Linked DNA regions of Rattus norvegicus: region 2 is linked to region 1. Evidence: chromatin contacts called from public Hi-C data. All regions are on one chromosome and are shown on one strand. Each heading gives the region's core, a stretch centred on a gene start, on an enhancer-like site or on the middle of the called end of the contact. The rest is flanking DNA. Distances are from core to core; before and after follow the strand shown. Region 1 holds the start of Unc80 (unc-80 homolog, NALCN channel complex subunit). Region 2 overlaps Unc80 (unc-80 homolog, NALCN channel complex subunit).

Region 1 (3,833 bases), core at 568-3,067:
TCAGACCTGCAGAATGTATGCAAGACATAAGAGTACAGAATTGCTCATTGAGTTATTTAAGTACTCCACAGTCATTCATTGAATGAATAACCCACATGGGATAGTCTCTATTTTGTTGAATAACTATTTTGATTTTTAATCTTCCCTAAAATGCCCTCCTGGGCCTAGTTCTTCTCTCTCCACCTTCTCACTTACTGCCTTGTCGATCACTCCATTATGATGGCTTATTCACACTTGAATCACAGTTATTCTCACTTGCTGCTAAGGTCCTTTGTGGTTCTCTTGGCTCTCCTCTCTAGATGGGATATGTTCCTTCATACCTTGTGTCTTTGTCCAAGCATCAGGTTAACAATTAAGCCTTATTCACTCACTGCCTATAAAATAACTCCCCTCCCACAGCCCTGATGGTAAACTTTGTTACTTTTCTCCACGGTGTTTCTCACCATCTATCTTAAGTATTTTATGTACATATTCGTCTGTGATCTTTCTGCCTCGTGGTAGCATGTAAACTCTGTGCTCTGTTTATGTCTTTTCCCTACCCCAACAGTATAGAACTCTGTCTGGTACATGGTAAATGCTCACTGATATTTGTCAATTGAATTTACTTGTGGAGTTAATATGATTCAGTCTTTCCTTGGGGTAAATTATCACACAGAGAGAATATGGAAATAATCATTAAATGTTGAGGATCACGTACCACACAAGAGGCTTCATATTGCTTCCCCAGTTTAGGCCTCAAAAATGCACTGAAAAATTAGTAAAGGTTTTTGTTATAAACATGAGCAAAACTATTTTTAAGGCATCTCTATGGTATATATTTTTTTCAATGAATAGGGCATGGTGCTAAGAAACTCAGAATTCATGCTTCCGTACAGCTTGCTGATGAGCAGATGTTGGATAGCTGACAAGATTTGCCTTTACACATTAATTACATACACGAGAAAGATTTGGATTTTCATAATTCCCCATGCCACTCGTTTTTTGAAGACTTTTACTTAATTGGATTCCAAATCACCCATGGTCAGAAGCGGTGCATTTCCCCGTGCATGCGGTTATCTCTAAAATTGAAAAAAAATTGAGCTCGGATGTGGATCATAATTCCCAGCATCTTATTTTTTTAAATGTACTCAATTTCTAAAATAACAAGGAAGTCCTTTGCTGTTTATTGACAGGGGTGTCAGGCCTGGCCAGGTGAAAGAAATCTATCAAAAATCATTTTGCCCAGAGGCTTCAATCCTGAAGACGGGGCTGGCTGAATCCAAGCAAACATGGTTAACAAGTGGGCATAGCAGACATACCAAACACGCTAGAGCTAGAAAACAACAGGTCACCAGGCAGGGATTACAGCAGGAGATGGAGGGGGAATTGGAGGCGCAAGCGGAACCAGTCCCAATTACCTTCCTAGCTCCCCGCCCCCTCTGCCCAGGCTATCTGCCCTCCCACCCCTACCCCCTCAATAATGTATATATTTATTAGAAAACTGCCAATCTGCTTGTTGTCAAACTTCAGTGAGATCTATCTATATTTTTCATGCGTGCTTTTAAGTGGGTGCAGAGGGCTGTCTTTCCACCCCAGAGACGTTGCTAGCTGCAGGCTGCGGCGCGGCCTCAGTGGCAGGGTTGGTTGCGGTGGCGACGACCCGGCGACCCCCCGGAGCGCCACCCCCTGCCCGGCGCCCCTCACCTGGTTTGCCGCCACAGGAAGGTCTGGATAGGCAGAGGGATGCCGCGGCCGCCGTCCTGCTCCTGGCCCTCGGAGCTCTTCCTCTTCACCATGATGGTGGCTCCGGGGAGTCCTACCGCAGAACCCAGCACGGGTTCCTCGCCGGCCGCCGCCGCCGCCTCCTCGTCGCGCTGCTCCCCCCAGCTCTCATCCCCTCCTTCCCTGAGGCAGAGGCGGCTCTCCTCGCCGCCGGCCCCCGGCTCTCGCCCCTTCCCCCAGCCCTCCCCGCGCGCGGAACATGGCTGATGGAGGAGGGGAGGGCCGGAGGAGCGGCGCGGCGCGGAGGGGGGCGCTCGGAGCAGCCGGCCGGCCCGCCGCCCCCGCGCCCTGCTTTCAGCACCTCCCACTGTGGACAGCGGCCCGCGCCGGGCAGCCCAGCCGCGGAACAGAGCCGGGGGCCGGGGCTGCAGCTGCGGGGTGGCCGCGGGAGTCCACGCTCCGCATGGCACGGGCACGCCGGTCCCCCACGCGGCCTCTTCGGCACCCAGGGTTCTGTTTGCTCCTCTCGGAGTGCACCCCAGCAATGTCCCCTGTCCTGCTTCCCAACCTCTGCGTCCGAAGGACTGTCGACCTCTGGGGAGGAGGAGCTTTGGAGAGCCGCAGAGCAGTCACTAACTCTGGCATCATTCGCACCTCTTGCAAAGAGGTCAGCAGTCCATCTCGGGTTTAGCAGGAAGAAGGCAGGGGGGAAATCGCTAGAAAATGAAATTAGGGCAGGAGGCAGGCTTGGTAAGTGGGAGGAAACACAAGTTTTCCTATGTGAGAATTTGTTTTATACTCATAGCTGCGAAGAAGTCTACCCGGCTTGATTTACCAAAGCAGGGTGGGACAAAATACCCAGATGTGGGTTTCAGCTAGATGGAAATTGAATCACGTGAAGCCTGGTTTATTACAGGTTGTTAAATGCACTTTGGTGATCTTGATCACGCTGGTGGTAGCTGCCATTTTCCTTCCGTGTATCAAAGGTCCACACAATTTATAGCTGTGTTCCTTTAACAAGTATTATCTAACACTGAGGCAAGTGGAGGTGAGGTGAGGTTGGATGACAAGCCCGACTACAAAACCAATGTTATAGATTTATCTACTTGCAAACAATCAAAACAAAACAAACAACATAAAACAACAACAACACAACATAGCCAATGTTATTTGAACAGAGATGAGTGTACGACTTGAAAGGACCAGTCAGATCTTAGGTCTTAAGATCTTAAGAGTTAGGACATGACATTCTCTGTTAACAACATCCATAACCCATATGAAGAAAAATTTATGATACATAGTGATCTTAAAGACCCAGAAATAAACTTTTTGTTTTCTTACTGGAGATCTCTTTTAATCAGGATTTACAGATAAGTATTTTACTTTGCATAGTGTCTTGCTAGGGAGCCCAACCTTCCCTCAAACACTCAGCTACCCCCTGACTCCCATCTCAGTCTTTCAGTGCCAGGATTATAAAAATGCACACCCAGCAAATATAGATCTTAAAACATACTAAGATAGAGACCAGATAAAATGTATTTGATGAATATTTATAATGTATATTTTACCAGGAACTATATTTATGTTGATTCCTGTTCACAAAAGGCTCCCAGTGTTTAAGGGATGACAGCCATATGTAGAGAAGAGTTTCTACCAAACATGAGCAAACAGGTTCAGTTATGAGCAGACAACAGGAAGAAAATCCAGGCAGGTATTGGTTGTTGGAAAGGAAACTTCCTGCCAGTGAAATGACAACGTCCTTTGTGTGTAGTTGATGTGAAAAGGGTAAAGAGGGGAACTAGAAAAGTGTTCTTTGAGAGCCCAGGTCAGTGTCCTGACACAAGATTACAAAACAGACATAATAGGATATGATGGGCAAGTGGGCACGGGGTGGGTATGGGGGACCAGCAGTGGCAAAACACTTAAGGTTTGAACTAGATGGTATTGGCTGTAACCCACTATGTGCTAGCTCTGTACCTTATAAAAATGAAAAGCCGTCCCAAGATCTCTAATGATGACAGAATATCAATAGTCTATTGACTATGCTGCCATCAGAAAATACCAACCAAATTGTCAAGTTTCCACCACTGAACAGATAGAGATTTCATTTAAAAAGAAAGAAAAACAACAAG
Region 2 (3,833 bases), core at 425-2,924, 140 kb before region 1:
ATGACCCTGTTCATTGTATCACTCTCTTTCTTTTCAACAAATAGCAACTGGGAGACATTGCTTGTCCTTTGTTTTACTTATTTGCTCGTTTGTAGTAAGACTAGGGTCTCCCTGTATAGCCAAGATTATCCCGGAACTGTGAAGACAAAACTAGCCTTGAACTTTGATCCTTCTGTTTCTTAACTCACTGATCACTGGGGTTAACACCATGGACAGCATTATTTTTAATAATTATTATTTCACCAAACAATGACTTTTCTATTCTATTAATGTTATGGTTTTATAGCATATAATATTTTGCTAATTACTTTAAGACTCCAGAAAGTCAGGCTGGAGAGATGACTCAGCGGTTAAAAGCACTGACTGCTCTTCCAGAGGTCCTGAGTTCAAATCCCAGCAATCACATGGTGGCTCACAACCATCTGTAATGAGATCTGATGTCCTCTTCTGGTGTGTCTGAAGACAGCTACAGTGTACTTATATATAATGAATAAATAAATCTTTAAAAAAAAAAGACTCCAGAAGGTCAATATCAAATTTATGGTTCACAAATAAATCTAATATGATTTCATATTAATTTTTGTGTCAATCTCATCACAAACAAAAATATTTACAGGTGGCACTACCTTTTTCCAATTTCTACTTAGTGTATTCTATCTCTTTGTATCATGTAGTTTAAATGTTGCCTGGAAATAATAAACAGTTATTATACAAGTGATTTTAGTACTTGCAACAGTTTTATTTTCTTTTTGTCTTTTGGAATGGACTATGATAACTTTGAAAATTAGGGATTTATTTTAAAGCCCTAATATCTAATATAATGTAGTTAACTTTCATTAGTGTTAATGTCTATTGTACCTTAAATCTACACTAAGTCCCAAGTAGTAACTTAGGGCTTGTTTAACTTTAGTGTTAGCCTCTAGAGGGCGCTCAAGGCCTCTCTAATCTTAGTTTTCCTTCCCTTACATATCCAAAGACTTATAGAACAGTCCTACAATCCCTAGACACATATAGACATGCACACAAATACACTCACACACAGACACTGATACATAGATATATACAGACGTACACACAGAATTAGACAATCATACATAAAAATACACATGGATACACACACAGACACACATACACACACACAGATACAGACATACACAAACACTGATACATACAGAGAAACAAAACACATGTAGACACACATAGACATGAATACTACGCAGACACATATGCACATGCATACTGATACAGACACACACCGACATACATACAAAGACACACACATAGAGACAGACACAAACACTCACATACAGACACACAGGACACACACATATAGAGACACCTAAACACACACACACACACTCAGATGAACACAGACACATGGAGAGACAGACACATATACACATGTACAGACATACACAGACACATACACATATAGACACACATGCAGAAACAGACACATAGACACACATATATAGACACACAGACACATGCAGAGATAGACACAGACAGACAGACAGACAGACAGCCACAAAATGCCTGTTTCTGAATGCAATGTTTGTCTATTCACAGAATTACTCAGGTGAATTAGAGATAGAGTCCTCAGTTGCCAAGGCAACAACAGGTCCTTGAACCACTGCAGTCTTCTGTGTAGGAGCTGCAGTCATCAGTGTGAAATAACCTCTTCCCCACCACTGCACAGTAGGGAGGGCTGGAGCTCTCCAGCATGGATGGGTGTGTACCCACACCTCAGGAAAGGCAAGAGGTTGACAGGGAAAGAGCTTATGTTGAGGTCATGCTTCTGCCCTCCTCTGTAACTTCACCCAACACTTACTAAATTCCTTTCAGAAGATCAATTTAAGAAAAAAAAAACAAAAAAACAAAGCAGTTACTGTTCAGGAAATTGGTATGTTCTGGCAAATTACAATGTGGTGCCTGGAGGGCTTGGGGAGAACTATACATTTAGTGTTGTAGATGGATTAAACATTCAAAGTCAGTCTTTTGTTAACCATGAACTTTTACTTTGAAGGAATTCTTATGATCCTTTAAAAACTGCTAGAAATAAGCTAGTGGGTACTCTGGGATCACATTTTAAAATCTATCGAACAGTAAATTATAAACTGAATTCCCATTTTAAAATCATTGCCAATTTCTGAGATCCCTTTAATAGATAAAATGTTTACCAGAAGGATCTAAATGGTATGTACCCAAGTCACAGGAAAAAAATTATTCTAAATATCTCATTCCTTTTCTTGGACGAAGCCTTCCCACTCCCTCCCCAAAACCCCAGCCACCCACACCCCCCCCCCCACACACACCTCAGTCCAGCACACAGGCACAGGCACAGGCTTAGGCTCTGAGCATCACACTCCCAGGCAGAGGTGGAACATGTGTATGGGTACCTCATGTGGGACTTCACATCCAACAGCTCCAGGGCAGTGACCCGTGGTTCCCCAGCAAGGTTTTGAAGGATCTTCAGCCTTGGCCCACAATGCTTATAGAACTCTGTGCAAATGTTCAGCAGAGATTCCCGGGGTCTTCTGAATTCTTCTCGACTAATTCGTTCATCTAATTCTTCTCTGGGAAGGCCTTGCCCTTCCTCTAGTAAATGGAGGTTTTCCCTATGGAATTATGAATAGTTAACCAGGACTCAGAAAACATGGGCACTTGGTCACTATGAATGAAGGGTGTGCAGGGTGTCACATGACAGAGAAATATGCTTCCCACTGAGTTAAGGAATTGGTAGGCAGAGCTCCGCAGAAGCTCCTTTGGGGGATGAAGAAAATTTATCATTTCAGACACACTGCGGTGACTTTCCCAGAGCAGTTTCCTGAGGATTTACATGGAAACAGTAGTGTCATGCATCCGATGTAGGAGTTGAATGGAATCGGTACCCAGGTCTAAAGAAATCATCTCAGTGTCAGAAGGGGTGTGAAGAGGGAGCTAGTCCTTTTGTACCTGATAAAGTGCAGCTTGGCTCCTTGCTCTGGGTACCTGTGAATCAGAACAGCAACTGGCATAAGCTTCAGGGGAAGAAGGGGACTCATTGCCAGAGTTTCCTAGAGTTTTCATATCATCTTCTTTAGGGACACCCTTTGATACATGTACACACACATACTAACCCTCACAAGTACTATCTTCTTTCATTGGGTCACCGCTAATACAGCAATTATAGCTCCTATAAAACTTGTTTCATTGTCCTATGAGGAGCATAAAGAAGTGTAAGGATTTATATAAACTCATGGAGTATAGCCAAAGGAGGGAATTGGAAAAAAAAAGCCAACTTTGAAATCTGGGCCTTTCTTTTAAACATGATGGGGGGAAGAGGGTCTCTCTACTCCAAAGGCCTGGTGAAGCCTCTGGCCATCTTGGAGTCCAATAGACCCAGCACAACCATTACCTCATGAAGGCTGTGTGAGTTTGTGATGATTTTCTAAGTAGTTCTGGTATTTTCTTGTACCTCTAAACTCTCACCCTCTTTTATCTTGGAAGGTTTCCTTTGTAGATTTTTACACTTAAGGCTGTGATTGTTTTATTTTGTTTTGTTTTGAGGATTCCTCTTATCCCCAGCCACTGAAGTGCATCAGAGAGGCCACAGAAGCAGAGGGCACAGTGAGTTACCTGGTGTTAACTCCAGACGACATGGTGTGGTTGGCTGTGGTGGTTCCCTTGTGCCCTTGATCACTCCTACTCATCTGTGGTGCTGTCATGGGCCTGCAGTGGTTTCCAGAACAAAGCAACAAAGGAGGAGACAGTTACAAAATTCTCAAGCTGGGAAGTCCACCTAAGAATGTTTGAGAATCTTAAAAGGATAGGAGGTCCAGCTTTAGGTACTT

Evidence for each region. A called contact is a pair of places that touch in the nucleus more often than the background predicts.
Region 2: a Hi-C map of Schwann cells shows a contact between it and region 1, with 6 times the contacts expected there. The contact joins the enhancer-like site here to the promoter of Unc80 in region 1. A contact is called at or near these places in 2 of 12 Hi-C or Micro-C datasets (Schwann cells and frontal cortex).

What each region holds. Positions count from the first base shown.
Region 1 is chr9:75,459,602-75,463,434 of GRCr8, reverse strand. Unc80 (unc-80 homolog, NALCN channel complex subunit) reads right to left here and starts at 1,817. Exons shown (of 64, transcript XM_063268141.1): 1 at 1,684-1,817; 2 at 698-746. The coding sequence starts at 1,775.
Region 2 is chr9:75,604,017-75,607,849 of GRCr8, reverse strand. It overlaps Unc80 (unc-80 homolog, NALCN channel complex subunit), which reads right to left. Exons shown (of 64, transcript XM_063268141.1): 48 at 3,619-3,711; 49 at 2,956-2,991; 50 at 2,400-2,618. Among named protein-coding and RNA genes, the nearest start is that of Rpe, 35 kb to the left of the region's middle. Within about 2 kb of position 1,674, at least 2 of the 93 cell types and tissues checked have an H3K27ac peak or open chromatin away from gene starts, as enhancers often do. A contact at or near this core is called in Schwann cells, where this site is marked.